Linked DNA regions of Mus musculus: regions 2, 3, 4, 5 and 6 are each linked to region 1. A link is a contact called in public ChIA-PET, HiChIP or PLAC-seq and promoter capture Hi-C data. All regions are on one chromosome and are shown on one strand. The core of a region is the stretch at or near the end of the contact, and the rest is flanking DNA. Distances in the headings are between cores, read along the strand shown. Region 1 holds the start of Ripor2 (RHO family interacting cell polarization regulator 2). Region 2 holds the start of H4c3 (H4 clustered histone 3). Region 3 holds the start of H1f2 (H1.2 linker histone, cluster member). Region 4 holds the start of H4c2 (H4 clustered histone 2). Region 5 holds the start of H2ac1 (H2A clustered histone 1). Region 6 holds the start of Scgn (secretagogin, EF-hand calcium binding protein).

Evidence for each region. Promoter capture Hi-C pulls out the DNA fragments that hold promoters and counts their contacts. ChIA-PET counts read pairs in DNA pulled down with a chosen protein or histone mark. HiChIP or PLAC-seq counts read pairs in DNA pulled down with a chosen protein or histone mark.
Region 2: a promoter capture Hi-C map of pre-B cells shows a contact between it and region 1, with 4 times the contacts expected there. The contact joins the promoter of H4c3 here to the promoter of Ripor2 in region 1. A contact is called at or near these places in 2 of 39 promoter capture datasets (hippocampal neurons and pre-B cells).
Region 3: a contact with region 1 is called in an RNA polymerase II ChIA-PET map of effector CD8 T cells, with 12 read pairs. The contact joins the promoter of H1f2 here to the promoter of Ripor2 in region 1. A contact is called at or near these places in 3 of 39 promoter capture datasets (cranial neural crest, pre-B cells and second pharyngeal arch cranial neural crest), 3 of 115 datasets of contacts at active chromatin or transcription factors (astrocytes, effector CD8 T cells and memory CD8 T cells) and 1 of 9 other capture datasets (macrophages).
Region 4: a promoter capture Hi-C map of pre-B cells shows a contact between it and region 1, with 5 times the contacts expected there. The contact joins the promoter of H4c2 here to the promoter of Ripor2 in region 1. A contact is called at or near these places in 4 of 39 promoter capture datasets (cranial neural crest, frontonasal cranial neural crest, hippocampal neurons and 1 more), 2 of 115 datasets of contacts at active chromatin or transcription factors (astrocytes and microglia) and 1 of 9 other capture datasets (macrophages).
Region 5: a contact with region 1 is called in an H3K27ac HiChIP or PLAC-seq map of embryonic stem cells, with 3 times the contacts expected there. The contact joins the promoter of H2ac1 here to the promoter of Ripor2 in region 1. A contact is called at or near these places in 2 of 39 promoter capture datasets (embryonic stem cells and pre-B cells) and 4 of 115 datasets of contacts at active chromatin or transcription factors (embryonic stem cells and pro-B cells).
Region 6: a contact with region 1 is called in a promoter capture Hi-C map of liver. The contact joins the promoter of Scgn here to the promoter of Ripor2 in region 1. A contact is called at or near these places in 4 of 39 promoter capture datasets (cranial neural crest, embryonic stem cells and liver), 1 of 484 Hi-C or Micro-C datasets (bone marrow-derived macrophages) and 1 of 115 datasets of contacts at active chromatin or transcription factors (embryonic stem cells).

What each region holds. Positions count from the first base shown.
Region 1 is chr13:24,637,126-24,640,052 of GRCm38.p6, reverse strand. It overlaps Ripor2 (RHO family interacting cell polarization regulator 2), which reads right to left and starts at 1,405. Exons shown (of 23, transcript NM_029679.2): 1 at 1,117-1,405. The coding sequence starts at 1,165.
Region 2 is chr13:23,696,976-23,699,902 of GRCm38.p6, reverse strand. It overlaps H4c3 (H4 clustered histone 3), which reads left to right and starts at 1,445. Exons shown (of 1, transcript NM_178208.2): 1 at 1,445-1,819. The coding sequence starts at 1,454. The coding sequence ends at 1,765.
Region 3 is chr13:23,737,243-23,740,169 of GRCm38.p6, reverse strand. It overlaps H1f2 (H1.2 linker histone, cluster member), which reads right to left and starts at 1,363. Exons shown (of 1, transcript NM_015786.3): 1 at 639-1,363. The coding sequence starts at 1,321. The coding sequence ends at 683.
Region 4 is chr13:23,755,397-23,758,323 of GRCm38.p6, reverse strand. It overlaps H4c2 (H4 clustered histone 2), which reads right to left and starts at 1,387. Exons shown (of 1, transcript NM_178193.2): 1 at 938-1,387. The coding sequence starts at 1,303. The coding sequence ends at 992.
Region 5 is chr13:23,932,994-23,935,920 of GRCm38.p6, reverse strand. It overlaps H2ac1 (H2A clustered histone 1), which reads right to left and starts at 1,484. Exons shown (of 1, transcript NM_175658.3): 1 at 1,008-1,484. The coding sequence starts at 1,459. The coding sequence ends at 1,070. It overlaps H2bc1 (H2B clustered histone 1), which reads left to right and starts at 1,765. Exons shown (of 1, transcript NM_175663.2): 1 at 1,765-2,196. The coding sequence starts at 1,765. The coding sequence ends at 2,148. Gm33516 (a long non-coding RNA gene) reads right to left here and starts at 2,484. Exons shown (of 3, transcript XR_382128.3): 1 at 2,198-2,484.
Region 6 is chr13:23,989,814-23,992,740 of GRCm38.p6, reverse strand. It overlaps Scgn (secretagogin, EF-hand calcium binding protein), which reads left to right and starts at 1,527. Exons shown (of 11, transcript NM_145399.1): 1 at 1,527-1,789; 2 at 2,897-2,927. The coding sequence starts at 1,708.

The DNA.
Region 1 (2,927 bases), core at 156-2,655:
CAACGAAACAGAAGAAGGAAGAAATGACTGTGTCAGGAAACAATGGGCGGGTGCTCATATTTGCAAGGGGAGCTGAGAGGAAAGGCAGCTTGTGTGTGTGTGTGTGTGTGTGTGTGTGCTTTAAAGACAATCACATTGTTCCCCCAGCTGAAGTGTTGACATTTCTTCACAGTCACTCATGCAACATATAGGTGTCCCCCAGACCAGAGCCTATGGGCTGTGGATCCCACTCTGCCCCACCCCCACTCCCCAAAAAACATTGCTAGCTTCTCTAGGATTTCGTCTTGTTTTCTCACTCAGGAGCTGTGACTGTCCACAGTCCTGTCATTCTCGCACCTGAATGGCTCTGCTTAGCGAATTCCAACGCCCGCCCTCTTCTACAGCGAGGGGTCTGCATCCCTATCCAGGAAACTGTGGGAGGGAGCTATGAGGTAATAAATAGCCTGAGGGAGAACTACAGAACCCCCCCCCCACCCCCCGCGCACGTTCAATATCACAGACACCTGCTAGGGTTAGAGTGTTCCCCAAGTGTGACCCCGTACCCCAGTCTTTCCAAACACAGGTTGGCATCAAAAACAACACATTTCTTTTGGCTTGCCCTCTTCCCCATTCTCACCGGTTTCACGTGGCCAATTTGGAACAGCTGGGTCCCAGCCAAGCTCAATTGCTCAGTCTGGAGGCACATGAAGCCCTTGGAAATTGCGATCCTCCCTCTGAGCTGGATCACCCATCGCTGCTGGGTGCCCGGAAGTCTTTCGGAAGCCAGGGTTCATCCACGATCCCACCCGCGGGATCCCCTGTCCCTGACAAGCCCCTACCTTAGGTAGTGCCACAGGCTTCTCTAGCCTTCTCAATCGGTCCTTCCACAGTGCGGGACATCCTTTGGGTCGGCCTGCGCTAAGTGCACGGCCCCTCTTCCTTAATAACTTCCCTTCTCGTCCCAGCCCACATCAGGCTCCCCGGATTCGCCAGGACCTAGGAAGCCCGGACACCCAAGGGTTCTTCTTAATATGCCAGGCTCATTCAAGCCCAGGACACTCCTCCATACACCCACCTCATGCCGGTGGAAACCAAAATCAGCCGCAGAGAATGTGTTTAAGAGGCGCGTGCACCTACCTGCCGAGAACGCTCCTAGTGCCCGGAGACGCTTAGTACCGGGTGGCATGTACCACCTCGGCACCCACGCACCGCCCCTCGCTGCCGTGCACCTCCGGCTCCGCGGACACCGGTGCTCGTTCCTCCCAGCCAACAGGGAAAGGTCCGAGGGTAACAGTCGTGGCCCCAGCGCTCGGGCGTCGCACCAGCTGCCGCCGCGCCGGGTGAAGTTGCGGGGCCAGAGGACGCGCGGGTGGCAGAGAGCGGAGCGAGCGCGGTAGCGGAGAGGGCGGTGGGGAGGCGCGCACGCGGGGGCTGGCGCGTCACCGGTGGGGGGGGGGCGAGGGAGGAGGGCGGGTGGAGACAGCTGCTTGATGGTCCCTTCAGCCCGACTCCTTCAGGGTGCGCTTGGGTGCTTGCCTCCAGCTGATCGTCTGCCTGCACGTCAGGCTCTGGGACACTAGCTTGTGGCGCAGCTTAGAAGGACTCCGCCGCAGGGGAGTTGAGACCAGCCGGACACGGAGCATTAGAGGAGATCTCAGCTGAGACAAGAGTGCCTGTGCAGCCAGCCTTTGGGGATCTCAAAAAGGGCCGTGCATTGCAAATGATGAGATGGGGGAGGGTTGTGTGCAGTGGTGAAGAGTGAAGTTCAAGGCTCAAGGCAGGAGTTATGTTGAAAAGCCCGGTTGGAGAGGGCCTCTGGGTACAAGTACCCAGGGCTTGTTTCGACAGAGGTTTCACTATGATAGGGAGAAGCAAGACTTTTGTTTGACTTTGAAACCTCTCTTTTGGTGTGAATTTGAATTATACATAAGGCTATAAAATGTAGGTGGGTCTGACAGACAGAAACATTCCATAGAAAAAGGACCTTTAGAAGCTGAGTGTGGTGGCATTCAAGAGGCTAAGGCAGGAAGGCTGCTGTAAGTTCGATGCCAGCCTGGGTTATATATAGTAAATCCCAGGTCAGCATTGGTAACTAGGCTATTATATGTGTGTGAGTGAAGAGTATGAGGTTGGGTATTCTAAGGACCTGGAGCCCAAGAGTGGACTCTGCGTCCATCCTTAGGTTGGCAGTCTTCCAGGCCTCAGTTTCCTCCTCAGGGAAACTGTCTTACTCATACAATTGTGTATTTACAATATGTAAAATCAAAGTGTCCCACAAATTCATCCATCACATTCCAAGCTGAGACCTAGTCACTTTATGAGGACATTAGAATCAAGAAGTATAAACCTTGACCAACAAAGGCTAGGAGAGGAGTCTATGGCAGCATCAGGAAACCTGGACATCCTTAGACCTGGAAAACGCAAGCAGCTGAATCACACCCCACCTAAGGATACAGCCAGACTTCAGGGATCACCCAAGGAGGAGCACTGTACAGGCCTCTCACCTGGACCACGAGGCCATGGCTTGAGAGGAGCTCAGACAGGCTACCCTTGCCAGCTGCATTCTCCAATGCCCTTCTCTCAACTCAACACACTCCCCATCAGGAAGCCACCTTCCCATGTGGACATTCCTTCCTAGGAGGAAAGCGTCGACTACGACTACACATGTGACAGCTTAGCACACAGAGGGCAAGCAAGCTCTCTGTGTGTTTCCTCATGGGTGTTCTGCTCAACAAGCAAGTCCCTAATGCATCAATCCGTACAGAACTAAACGTAAGTTTATGGCGATCTTCTTATCCCCTGACATTAGACTGTTTACACCTGGCTGTAACCTTTCAGTATTTTGATTCCCACTTTATAGGCAGGCAAACTAAGGTTACAGAGAGTTAGCCTAACTTGTCCAAGATGACCCAGCCTCATCGACTTTAGATGCTCATGCAAAAAAGAGA
Region 2 (2,927 bases), core at 196-2,695, 940 kb after region 1:
CCCCAAGAAAGCCAATTTTAGAACACTTGCTATTTCTTGGCAAACCTCAAAAGGAATTACCACAGCTACCTGGTAGCAGACCTCTGTTGTCTTCTGCAGTAAGAAGTAAATATGGTTAATTTAATTAATTTAATTTTTTCAAAATTAACCATAGACTTAGAAGTTTATCAGGAATATTTTGAAACTATTTTTTTCTGGATGTGGTCTTTGTAATTCATAGTTTTCTGGGGCCCCTGGTATAAAGTTTTTGTGGTGAACATATGTAACAAAAGACAGGAATTAAAGGTCTTCATTTTGGTCAGCAGGCTTTATTTTAAAAATTGTTACTAGCCATAATATTAATTCTATATTTTACTTTGTCTGTGTGAGTAGTTTGCCTGCATTCATGGGTGCCATTGAGATCAGAAAAGAGCATCAGTCTCCTGAAACTAGAGTTATGCATGTTTGTGAGCTACCATTTAGGCTCTGGGAACCAAATCTTGCCTTCTGGGGGAGTATCAAATGCTCTTAACTTCTGAGCCATCTCCTCTACATCATTGTTAAATTAAAATTTGGAATGCCAAAATCAACATTAAACCCGCATCGAGACTTACTGCTACTTACTCTTCTGCCTTTTTTTAAAAAGGGGGGCGGGGGTCGGATTAGCCTTGTTTTGACATCACTAATCATATCACAAGCTTCACCAGGACCTTGTAGACTTTGTAATGACCTTAATCAAGTATTAGCCCTGTACTGTAATTACCAGCTCTACAAAACACTTCTTCTCTTAAGGTGAGCAAGCCATGCTGTGATTAATAAGGGCTGGAAGGGAAACAAACTTGGAATCACAGCAGGTAGAGGATAACCGATAACCTAACTATTCTTTTGTAGACTTTCTCAGTTTTTATTAAAAAAGAGGATAGACGGAATCATTAGGTCTCTGACTCGAGATAGGGAATATGAAGTTTGCAGTTAGGGTGCTCAATTTGAGATGCCTTTTCAATGTTTATGTCTACCCAAACAAAACTGCCGGGAATAGATTAAACTTTACTGACATGGGACAGTCTTGGCATATTTTACCTCTGTTTTGGACATCTAACCTGAGTCCTCACAAAGAAACCATCAACTAATTTAATACAAGACAGAAATAAAAGCAAACGAGAAATGGGGATGTCTGCTTTGTGGAATGGCCCCAATAAGCCTTTCTTTCATGAGAAAGAATGGGGTCGGGGTGGGGAGGAGGGAATGAAGTTTTTCTGCAGGATTTAAATGTGGTCTTTAAGAGACACCGCATGCAAAGAATAGCTGGGGCTTGCTAGCCAATGAAAACATTCAGATTCCAATGACGCATCCTTTTTTCTCCACCCCCTTCCAAGACCCGGATTCGGAAACCCCGCCTAACGCTCTAGTTTTCAACCAGGTCCGCAGAAGGCCTATTTAAAGGGACGATTGCTGTCTCCCTGCTGTCATAACCATGTCTGGACGTGGTAAGGGTGGTAAAGGCCTTGGGAAAGGCGGCGCTAAGCGCCACCGTAAGGTTCTCCGTGATAACATCCAGGGCATTACCAAGCCCGCCATCCGCCGCCTGGCCCGGCGCGGGGGAGTGAAGCGCATCTCCGGCCTCATCTACGAGGAGACCCGCGGTGTGCTGAAGGTGTTCCTGGAGAACGTGATCCGCGACGCCGTCACCTACACGGAGCACGCCAAGCGCAAGACCGTCACCGCCATGGACGTGGTCTACGCGCTCAAGCGCCAGGGCCGCACTCTCTACGGATTCGGCGGTTAATCGACTAACAAACGATTTCCACTGTCAACAAAAGGCCCTTTTCAGGGCCACCCACAAATTCCTAGGAGTTGTTCACTTACCGAAGCTTTAATCGAGCCTGCTAGGTAGTTTAAGTGTTATTCTGTCCTATACTTATGTGGTGGGTAGTAATTATGCCATGCAGCCGAATATACCCTGTAGGTTTAACTGGGTAATATAACAAGCCCATAATTTTGAACTGTCAGAAGTTAATACTGAACGAACTGTTTTAGAATTATTTGAAGGTTTTCCACTGATCGTGTCACTTCTCAATCCACTTTTGATACCGGTCATTTAAGAGCTTATTCCCTTCTGGAGCCATCTAGAAGCTCAGGAGAGAGCAGGAACCATTGTATCTAAGCAAGGCAAAGGCTGATTACTACAGAAACTGAAGACGCTTAGCTGTTATTAATTGTATACCATTAATAAGGCCTAAGTACACATAATCTATATTAGGGACCACCTAATGGTATGTTTATATACAGTTTAGTTGTGCAGTGGCTTGATAATTTAAATTCTTGTGGGTGTGCCATGTTTGCCATCTGCCACAAGAGGGCGGCGTTATTTCCAGGAAGTTGGAGTCAGAAGCTGTTGTGAGCCAGCTGTTGTGTATTCTGATATACAAACTTCTTTTAAAGCATTAAGTGTTCTTGACTGAACAATCTCTCAAGCCACCTTACTATGATCTTTTGTCATTCCTCATACCAATGCCTAAAATAGTTTAATGTGAATTTAATATTTGTGGCACTCCATAAAACTTGATCACTTTAAAAGATGAGTTATTTTTGTTTTTTGTTTGTTTTGTTTATGTTCTTCAGCCCAGACTTCCCCAGTGCTTTTTTTTGTTATGTTGGGGCATTGAACTCAAACCCTAACATTTTCATAAAGAAGTCCTTAATTTTTAATATGGTTTTTGTCATTCTCCTGAAGCCTACATGCTATTCTCATAAAATACATAAAACATTTCAAAAATAACTGTTAGATCAATAGTATTGAACTATTTTCTAAAAGTAGAACAAAATTAGATCTTTGTTGACACATCGCACAACTGCAAAAACTTTAGGGTTTTGTTGTTGTTGTTGTTGTTGTTGTTGTTCTGTTTTTTTGCTAACTGCTTGCTTTATTTTTTTATCCATCACTGAGG
Region 3 (2,927 bases), core at 114-2,613, 900 kb after region 1:
AAATAAGGCAAAGCAAGTGTAATTGGTAATGGTAAAAAACTTGAAAAAAAAATGGCTGACAAAAGGTTGTGACGCAGTTCAACCCACAACTCCATCGCTGTGGCAAACAAACCGAAAGTACGAGAAGCAATCGTCTCAGTCCCGAGTCCAACTTAACTGTGCAGGCTAGTCGTTCCGGCAGCTACCCCATGTCTTTAATATTAAGGAAGGCAGTTCGTTGGCGCCAGCACCCCACCTTCTCCCAAACTTCCAGGCTAACCCCCACAAGAGGCTGAGCATAGAAGCCACCTACAAGCCCCGGATGCGTTTCTCCAGGCAGGAAGCTCAAACTTCGGGATGGCGCCCAATCAAACGAAGAACTAGAGTCCTGGGCCGGAGTGAGCCAACCCACAAGCAGGGCGGAACTTTCAAATCACCTTGCAGTCCAATACGAACTAGCGCCGAGGGTTGCTTTCTGCTGCTGACAGCCGTGGGAGGGTGTTCCAGCCCATAGCACTTCCTGAGCAGCCCAGCACAAACAAGTCTAGGTGGGACACGCAACCCCACCCATCCCACCGGGGGAGCGAGTGCTGCCGGGATCGAGTCCCTTGCAACCTTGCTTCATTAATCACACAAATGTCACAGCTCTTAAGTGGGAGTGGTGGCTCTGAAAAGAGCCTTTTGGATTGTTAGGGGAGGCAGCCTACTTTTTCTTGGCTGCAACCTTCTTGGCCTTGGCAACCTTGGGCTTGGCAGCCTTTGGCTTTACGGCTTTAGACGCGCTCTTGACCTTCTTGGGCTTGGTGACCTTCGCCTTCTTTGGGCTCTTGGCCACTTTCTTGGTCACAGCCGCCGCCGCGGGCTTCTTCGCCTTCTTCGGGGTCTTCTTGGCCGCCTTTTTGGGTGTGGCAGCACCAGTCGCCTTCTTAGGCTTCTTGGCTGCTCCCGCGGGCTTCTTCGCCTTGGCCGCGCCTGCCTTCTTAGCCTGGGGTTTGGCCTCGCCAGAAGCCGCCTTCTTGTTGAGTTTGAAGGAGCCGGAGGCACCGGTGCCCTTGGTTTGCACCAGGATGCCCTTGCTCACCAGGCTCTTCAGGCCGAGCTTGATGCGGCTGTTGTTCTTCTCCACATCGTACCCCGCGGCCGCCAGCGCCTTCTTGAGCGCAGCCAGGGACACGCCGCTGCGCTCCTTGGAGGCGGCCACAGCCTTGGTGATGAGCTCGGACACCGGGGGTCCGGACGCCTTACGGCGCACCCCGGCGGGCTTCTTGGCGGCCTTCTTTTTGGCAGGCGCCTTCTCCGCAGGGGGCGCGGCAGCGGGGGCAGCAGGAGCAGCCTCAGACATGATGAGTCTCTGGAAGTCAGGAACTAGTGGCAGTACGCCGATAGAGTAGCGCGGGCCCGGCGCTGTATATATAGAGCGCAGGCGCGCGCTGATTGGTGCTCCAGCGGCCTGCCTGGCAAGCTCTGAGCAGCCGCGCTGCGCCCAACTTGTGTTTGTTACACTTCACAAAAAGGAGAAAATATTAAAATATCTTGCACCAAATCTCTCGAGTTTGGTCGGTAAAGGATCCGAGAAGTCTCAGGCTTCAGGATATATGTTTATTTTTTCCTCATCCCTAAAGACAACGCGCCTAGGAGTCCCTAATTCCCCCAACTCCAAAGGAAGTCCGGGGTAGATAGAGACCACTTTCTGTTTTTCTTCTAAATTACCTGGTCGCTCCTTTGCCCTTGAAAGTTCTTTTTCTCAGGGATTATAGAGCACATCCTTCCCTTAATTTAGGGACAAAAATGAAACGATTTCCGCCTAAATTTTCACAATTATTCTGTTTCTTCGCAAGGGAAGTAACACAAGTCCTTAGTGACTTCTGATTACAGACCCACCACAACTATGGACTAGGACTGGGATTTCCAGTATAAAACACTTGGGGTAAATTGAGAGGGGGTTCATAGGCCTTGGGGGTGTATAATGTGGTGGGGGGGGTTAGGACTTAAATATCTGATTTAAAGACACTGACTTTAAAATGCTTTACATTGGTGGGGGCGGGGCACCCCATTGACTTCTATAAAGGGAGACCTTGGGCTATATTTTTAAAGCTCCTGGTTCCCCTCTGAGTTTTGCAAGGTAGGGGTCTAGCTCTGAAGAATAAAGATAATAAGAAGGGAAAGGAACCCTAAAAGTCTATATGAGCCCTCCTCTCCCCCAAATGCCAAATTAGAGTCTTTGAAAGATCTGTTTTTAAAGTGATGAGGATTTAGTTGCTTATTTGGCAGCAATACAGATATAAGTTTCAGTGCACGGGAATTCTAATCTAGAAAATAGTTTGTCTTAGTACAGGAGGACCTTCTAGACTTGGAGACTATGAGATGCAGATGTCAGTAAACTTACTGGCTTTCCAAAGGTTACCTTTGGCATAGATTTGAACAAGCTAAATATTTGAAATAGAAAATGTAACCAATTTTACCAATAAGATAAGAGACAAGATAAGTACAAATTATCATGTCATCTATAGTGGACAGCTGTATGTCATCTCTTCTCAGTTCCTCGGAATATGGCAATCTGCATTCTAGTCAACTTTGCTTTGTTAGCTTAAGGTTTTCAGCTTCATATTTCAATAACTACAACATGGTTTTGTTGTTAGAGAAAATACAAGATAAACTCTCTGCTAGTATAATTAATACATGGGGCAAAGGAAGTTCCCCTAATTTTATCAGAAATCTCTGTTTAAGTATATGTCTACATAAAAACATGTGATGAGTTTGTCAGCACTAAAGCGTGGTAAAGTCCCAAGGTTATACAAATTGAGTTCAGGGATGTTTGTGAAACAAAGCATATTTTATAAGACTGAGAATGGCCGCGTGGTTTCACGTAATAACCTTAGTTTAGCACTTGCAAGCAGCATCTCCTAGGCTTGTGTCCTCTGGGAATTAACAGCCTAATGGGATTAGGG
Region 4 (2,927 bases), core at 138-2,637, 880 kb after region 1:
TCCATTGTTAACAAGATGCAGTTCTAGGGCTGATGAAAGGGTCCAAGAACTAAGAGTATATAACACATACTGGCATATACTATCATTTCTGAGTCTCTGAATGGCACAGAACATATGCTGACTTCTGCATCCATTTCTGGAGTACTGGGATGACAGCTGTTGGTCAGTGTGTAGTGTGTTGGCTAAAACTTCGTTTTGGATGTAAATCAGTTTGTTTCTTCACGCTACAAATGTTACACTACATTGTGTTTTATGCCATTAATCTCATTTAGTTTCACTATTTAGTCGACTGTCAAAATTCATGGGAACAGAATTAAAGACCCATACCACTATATGAAAATGTTGAAGCCCTGTACATGGTGTCAGTGGTATATACAAAATAACCTGTATTACACATCCTTACATTTTATATTATCCTGGCATTACCTGTAGTAATTAATACGATGTAGATTTTATGTCAATATTTGTTTTAATGAACTGTTTGAAAGGGCTGGTCAAGAAAACATCATGTGTATCAAAGCTTCACTCTTTACTCAATTGTTTTTACCTCCAGGACCCGATGAGCCTGTTTCTTTAGTAAATTCTCATCTGGATGGTTACCTTTGTTCACCTACCCAAGGTTATTTTCAGGCGGTGGTAATGAGTCGTTGAACCTAGAGGTTCTAACACCTTTCCCCAAAATTCCAGGTTTTCAAGACTGTTTAACCGTCCTTGAACCAATCCTGAGAAAAGAGCCTTGAAGTGTCCTACTTTTAACAATTTGTACAAGGTGAGGCTGTACTTTGTGCACAAATTCAGCCTGGAGGGGTGGGGGTGGGGAATCTCAACTATGCTGACTATCCACAGCCTGAGTTAAAGCTGAAGCTATTAGTGAGGGCCGCTGCCAGTGTGGGGGAAGGGTGAGGGAGCAAAATGCACAGCTTTTTAAGGAATTCAGTGAGTGGTCCTGAAAAGGACCTTTTGTAACAGTTAAGAAAATCGCTTTAGTCCCTTAACCCCCGAATCCGTAGAGGGTGCGGCCCTGGCGCTTGAGCGCGTAGACCACGTCCATGGCGGTGACGGTCTTGCGCTTGGCGTGCTCCGTGTAGGTGACGGCGTCGCGGATCACGTTCTCCAGGAACACCTTCAGCACACCGCGGGTCTCCTCGTAGATGAGGCCGGAGATGCGCTTCACTCCCCCGCGCCGGGCCAGGCGGCGGATGGCGGGCTTGGTGATGCCCTGGATGTTGTCGCGCAGCACTTTGCGATGGCGCTTAGCGCCACCTTTGCCCAGGCCTTTTCCTCCCTTGCCGCGACCAGACATAGTTAAATTCTTACAAGCTTTCAGTAGGAAGCTGGTGAACTAAGAATTCGCTGTGTTATTATAGGCTCTTATCGGACCTGGTTGAGAACTTCAAGTGGGCGGGGACCAAAGGCTTCTTTTGCTCAGCCCATTTCAGGGCGGTGACTCTGGAGTACTGTATAGGGCACATGCAGACATGGAGTCTCTCAGGTTTCCCCAGATTTGAGTATACTGCTTTTATTATATGTTATATTGTTCTATAAGGATTTTAGCAAGGAGTTACATTTTTATGGACCAGTACCTGGAGGATTAAAACAAATACCCCTGTAAAGTATTTAGGTTTAAAACATCTTTTTAAAAAATTCAACAGGTGCCAAAAGACCATGTGATTATTGTTTCTTAAAACCTAAAAATTCAAATGTGAAAGATACTTTTAAAAATAAATTACAAGAGAATTTTTTTAATAGAAATTGAAATAGAATCGGTATAAGTAGAATTTATTAAAATTCTACTTGTCAACATAGGTCAAGCCCCTTTGCCTAGTCATATAGATGCACTTGGCTATTCCCTGTCTGGAATCCATTCATTGCTGGTTTGGATTGCTATATTTTTTATTAGAGCGGGAAAACTGCATGATGCTTGTATTCTATTTTGCCACCCCTACACAGTGTATGCTCTCGTTCAAAGTAATGAATTCAGAGATATTGGAACTGGTCATTTTCCTGTTCCCCCTTTATACTTATAAAACTTGTCTGATAATGGTGCCCACAGTTTGTTTGCTTGGGTACTACATTAGAAGAGATTGTTTCAAAGAAGTACTACATAAATATTTTTACCTGTTACTATTTGTGCTGGATAGTTTTATTCCAACTTGACACAAACTAGAGCCATCATACAGGAGGAACCTCATTTGAAAAAATTCCTCCATAAAATGAATCTGTAGACAAATCAGTAGAGGATTTCTTAATTAGTGCCTTATGAGGGAAGGGTCCTGCACATTGTAGGTGGTGCGGTTCCTGGGCTGGTGGGCCTGTGTTCTACAGGAAAACAGGCTGGGGGGAGGGTCAACATAGAGCAAGTCTGTAAGCAGCACCTTTCCATGGCCTTTGCAACCAGCTCCTGCCTCCAGGTTCCTTCCCTGATTGATTTCCTATTCCTCACCTCCTTCAGTGATGAACAGTGATGCAGAACTGTAAGCCTAATAAACCCTTTCCTGCCTGAGTTGCTTTTGATAGTAGTGTTTTATCACAGCAATAGAAACCCCAAATAAACACTATTTTAATACTCTTCCTAGAAGTATTTCCTTATCAGGTTATTATTTCCAACACACTATCAGTATCACCAAATGTGTATAAGGATTACATTTTATTACAGCATGTAATGAAGTATAGTGACAGATCTTGTTTTGTATTTCATGGGTGAAGATTTAAGAACTGTTGGTCCATTTCCCAAGGTGAATTAACAATCACAATGCAGCCATGCTACAGCTCAGTTTATGAATTTCCATTCACTTATTTTGCATATGTTTAATTTTACTAAGACACTCTGAATACTCGGAAGTTGCCTCTCCCAGTCAACACTGTAAGGCCCACTGCTAACTTCTGTCTTTCTGTGCTCTTTTTCTTTCCATTTTCTATTTCTAGTC
Region 5 (2,927 bases), core at 235-2,734, 700 kb after region 1:
AAGTGTAACAGTTTTACTGGGAGAGTTTTATAGAGAGAGGCTGAAGAGAGAACAAGTAGACACAGGTGAAGACAGAGCAACCTAGAAGATTAGAACAGATTGCCAAATTAGTATGAGGCCAAGCAGAGTAATTCAGTAAGGAACTGAAAGAAGCTAGATTGAATCAGTCAGCTTGGAGACAAGTTTGAGCCAGAACAGCTGAGTTGAGTCAGTCAGCCCACAGCTCAGAAAGAGCTAGAAAGGGTGAGCTTATTCAGCAGTAAGTCTCAGAGGCTGAGAACATTCGAGGCCTTGATAAGATTGTACAGAGGCCAGAAGCTTCCAGAGTTAGGCCCAGCTTAGCAAATGGAGTCAGTAAGCATTTACAAAATGAATAAATAAATCAAATGGTTTTATTTTCTAGCTAAAAACTCTTAATACCCATTCTTGGATTTCAAAAAATTATGACAATTGGGCTGGACAGATGAAACAAATACTAAAAACACTCGCTACTTTTGCAAAGGATCTAAGCTTGGTTCCTAATATCCCTACGGCAGCTCCCGATGGCCATTTGCTCCAGTTGCTAAGATATCTAACCCTCTATCCTCTGTAGAGGATACTACAAGCAAACATTCATAAAAACTACAAGTTGGTAAGCCTTTTACTCCAGCCCTCAAAACTGACAGGAATAACTCATTTTTTTTTTTTCCCGAATGGGTTTGTTTGAGCAACATTCTAGGTTTTTACTCATTTTGTAGCACTGATACAAGTTTTTTAAGGCACTTTTGAGAAATTGCAGAACTGGATCATCCTGTGCTAACTTTCAGCTAAGAAGGAGCTGAATTAGTGGCTTACTTTTGAGTAATACTTCATTCACACAACCCTTAAACACCTCTACGTTCCTACCCTAATACTTTGCCACAGAAGGCCGTAGAATACTGTCAGTATTAACAGCTGGTAGAGGTCCAAATGAAGTCTGAAATTGACCGTCGTTGATTATACCTGTCATGCACAGCTTTTCGTGAAAATGAAGGTGGCTCTGAAAAGAGCCTTTTTGTTTTAAACTGATGGTTGCTGTCTTGTGCAGGAGTCACTTGGTCTGGGACTTGTGGCTCTCGGTCTTCTTGGGCAGCAGCACGGCCTGGATGTTGGGCAGGACGCCACCCTGCGCGATGGTCACGCGGCCAAGCAACTTGTTGAGCTCCTCGTCGTTGCGGATGGCCAGCTGCAGGTGGCGAGGAGTAATGCGCGTCTTCTTGTTGTCCCGGGCTGCGTTGCCCGCCAGCTCCAGGACCTCAGCTGTCAAGTATTCTAGCACTGCCGCCAGATACACTGGTGCACCAGCCCCAATTCGTTGTGCGTAGTTCCCTTGGCGGAGAAGCCGGTGCACACGACCCACAGGAAACTGCAAACCTGCCCTGGAAGAGCGAGACTTGACCTTGGCACGAGCCTTGCCACCCCGCTTTGTAGGACCAGACATGATTCTTCAAAAGTCTTAAAGCGGTAAGCGAGGCCCCCATGACCACGCCTATTTATAGTCTAATGGCAGCTTATGCTCAACACCTGATTGGCTGATTGATGATGGATTAACCAATTAGAAATCACAGCTTGAATTCCCCTTATTTGCATGCACCCAGCACTTACTGTCCAATCAGATTGCATGTACCCATACGTCATCCAATGTCCACGCCTATAAATACCCCGCTTCTCAACCTCAAGTCGTGTGTGTTTTCTCAGCAGTTGGAACTGTTTTGAGACGTTGGTGTGGGAAAGGTTACTTGAGCCATGCCGGAGGTGGCGGTAAAGGGTGCTACTATTTCCAAGAAAGGCTTCAAGAAAGCGGTCACCAAGACCCAGAAAAAGGAGGGCCGGAAACGTAAGAGATGCCGCAAGGAGAGCTACTCCATTTACATCTATAAGGTGCTGAAACAAGTGCACCCCGACACCGGCATCTCCTCCAAGGCCATGAGCATCATGAACTCCTTTGTGACAGACATCTTCGAGCGCATCGCGAGCGAGGCGTCCCGCCTGGCGCATTACAACAAGCGCTCGACCATCACGTCCCGGGAGATCCAGACGGCCGTGCGCCTGCTGCTGCCCGGGGAGCTGGCCAAGCACGCGGTGTCGGAGGGCACCAAGGCCGTCACCAAGTACACCAGCTCCAAGTGAGCTCGCAGGGCTCACAACAAACCCAAAGGCTCTTTTAAGAGCCACCCACCTCTTCTGTTGAGAGAGCTGCGTTTACTTGCTGGTCCTATACTGCGGTTGGGTGTGCGGGCTCTTGACTAGCAGCACCTGGTCCAGTCTGTACTTAGGGCCTGAGTCTCGCTTGCCATCAGAACAGCTTTTCAAATGTGGCGTTCACACAACAAAGTGATTCAGCGCATAAAGCTGGGGGCTCCCTGGCCTGATGTCTTTGTAGTGAGGGTGTCAGGCGTTAGTTTAGCTGGAAATGTAACAGTCGGTAGGGCTGCCTCATCTCAAATGCTTTTATTGTGTAATATGTTAGCCTCCGTCAACTGACAAACGGTAATAACGGCATTTCATGCTCCTGCCAAAATGGCGGCGGCGGCGTATGCTTTTGAGTGACGCCATCTCTAGTCAGAGGGTCGAGCTGTCCCAGCATTTAGATCCTTGGTATTTTTGTGATCGCTCTAAATGGGCACTGCTTCTTTCTAAACCTGACATAGCTTTAACATCATGTATAGTCTGGCTCTGATATTGAAAATGTTAACTGGGTAGGCTGAGGTAATGCTACTACTGAACAGAACCAGCAAGGACAGGAAGTTTAAACAAGAAAACCCTGCTCTACTGCACAGTCGTCCACCATCCTCTGCCGTGGTGATACCCTAGTCTGTACAGTACACATTCATACTATTGATAATATATTAATAATTATATATTTATATATAATATATAAATATTATATATATATATATATTTGATAA
Region 6 (2,927 bases), core at 278-2,777, 650 kb after region 1:
AATATTATCATATACAATTCATATTTATTTAGAAATTTAAACATCACACGTAACATCATGTCACACCAGGCTGCTCTTGGCTATCAATTTTTCAAACTTTTCTTCCGTTTTATAAATCCTTTTTAAAGAACACAGTCATTCCGTCATAAGGCAACAACACAAAGGCAGCCTGATTCACTGGGGACTTCCACGCGTTTCTCTGACCCTCTCAGCAGCCCTCCAAGGCAGACATTGTACTCTTCGTTATAAAATATGAAAGCTGAGACGTAGAGACCTAGAATAGTGACCCATCACAGAGTTACCACTTGGTTCAGCCAGGATCCTGAGCTGGAACTACTGAGTCTCATGCGCTCTACTACTGTCATTTAAATAGCTTACCTCTGTTGCTCCTTACGAATAAATTGAATGCTAGCAGCAGACCACAAAGGAAGGGTGTTCTTACTCCAGCTCATTCTCCCCATCTCTCTGTTGAGTTTCACATGGCGGCACAGGCGAGCTGTGACACATAGTAATCCCCCAGCCTCTTGAGTATTGGAGGTTGCAAGCTTGAGTCACCACATCTAGCTCAATTTTTGCCTAACTCCTTCTACTGATTCCTTAGCAAGATGTTTGAAGTCCAAAGTCACCAGGTTAGTCTCTTTATTCTCTCAGAAGTCAACTGGTCAACAGTTTTCAGTTTTAATCATTAGAAAACGTGCTCAAAAAAAAAAAAAAAAAAAAAAAGAAAAGAAAGAAAGAAAAGAAAAGAAAAAAAAGAAAACGTGTTCCTTTAAATGGTGGCTGCCAATTTGTCTTAAAGTGTCTCTAAGGAGTCAGTTACAAACATCTGAAAACTCTTCCATAGATAGCATGTGTTGGGTAGACCCCTTTCTTGATACAGTGTGGCTAGGTTTATTTGTGCTTCAGCGTTTTGCTTCTCTTTGTGGATGTTTTGTTTGGTTTTGTTTTGGAGACAGGATATCACTTTGTAGCTCAGGCTGCCCTGCAACTCACTGTGTATCACAGCAGTCCTATTCCAGACTCTGTAGTTCAGGAGCTACAGGTGTGTGCCACCCATGCCTGGCTCCCTGCAGCATCTTAATGGCACCACTTCAAGCCACAGTGACTGCAGTAGCAGGTCCCTACAGTACACTACAGTTCAGCAACGGGTGTGTTTTCTGATGCCTCGTTTGGCTCCAGAGGCCACTTCTGAACACCTTCATCTCTCTTCTTCCCTCCGCACCACAGTATGTGTCCTGTCTTATCCAATCCGTAAGGTGCCAGCACTGACACTTTTTCAACCCTAAACATAGACAGCCCGTTCCAGGAAACCCCTTGAGACATTAGTTTGAAAGGTGAGTCAACCTGAAGAGAATGTTTTCGTGAGTTTGACAAACAACTTAAACGGAAAGGCAGTGAGCCGTGAACAGGAGAGACAGTTCCCAGTTTCTTTCTGTCTGATCCCCATCACCCTCCTCACCCCATCCCTTCCCCCTACAGCTAACAGGCAGGAGCCCCGCTGAGATCTGCCGGGCGTGCGGGGCGGGGCAGGAGGACGCCTGCGGGTTGCCTCCTGGAGCCTGACATCTAGACTGAAGACTGCTCAGCGACACCAACGAGCCCGGACGCCCTCGAGCTTGCCTTGCCCACTGGTACCTAGCTAGAGAGGGAGGAAGTGGACCGAAGAGTCGGGAAATACTGCTAGGCGAGTTTACCCACATCAGCACCATGGACAACGCACGCAGAAAAACTCCAGCTCGGCTGGATGCTGCCTGCTTCTGGCAGATCTGGCAGCGCTTCGACAAGGAAGGTGAGTAGCTTTGGTCAGTTGAGCGCCTAGCGTAGACACAGAGGGAACTGGAATTTCTCCTAAGCGCCTTTCTCTATAAGAAAAGTTGACTACTGAGTGCCGGAGAAAGTACCCTCAGCATACGCTGATTTTACATATCAAGAAAGTGTCTGAAAAATTCTGAGTGGACTGAGCACTTTCCTGCTTCCCAACCTGTGGCTGTGTGAGTGACGTGCAGTTAATATATTAACAAACATCATTGCATATGTATTCCAGGCTGTTGGGCTGAAACTCAGCAATCTGTGGTGCTTTGTAAATGTGACAGTTTTTCATTAGTGACTGTCACGTTACCCAGTCTCCATTCTCTACAAAGGAGGATGAGTTTCAGCAACGTGCAGATTTATGTCCCTCTACTTCAAACCACGTGCTTGAACATAAAACACATCTGTTTACCATTTGGCCTTGTCCATTGATAATTACACACACACACACATACACACACACACACACACACACACACACACACACACACTGCCTGAAAGGCATGCTTACATACAAAAGCTAGGACTTAGTATTTACCCCTCTCAAGATATTAGTAGATAGATACTGAAGTAACAACAACAACAATAATAACAATAAAGTGTGAAGGTTACAGAGATGGCTCAGCCATTAACATTATATACTGCACTTACAGAAGACTCAGGTTTGGCCCCAGCGCATATGTTAGGTGGCTCCCAACCACCTGAACTCAACTCCGGAAAATCTGATGCTAGCTTCTAAGGGCACCTACACTGACTTGCACCACACTCTCAACCCCTAGACATGCTCACATTTACATAATTAAAATAAAATACAAACCTTTTAAGAATAGGAAATATAAAACTGAGACCAAACCCAAATCTAAATAGCAAGGCATGGTGGCACATGCCTGTGATCCTAGCAATTGGGAGGTAGAGGCAGGAGGATCAGGAGTTCAAAGTCTTCCTCAGATACATAGCAAGTTTGGGGCTAGCCTGGGCTCTATGTGACACTGCTTCAAACCTCACACCTGTAATATACTTTTAGACAAGTATTGTCCCATTTATTCTATATTAGTGACTATTATTTATGCTTATTTTCTTGCACTAGAAAAAGGTTACATAAGAGAGACAGAGCTGGA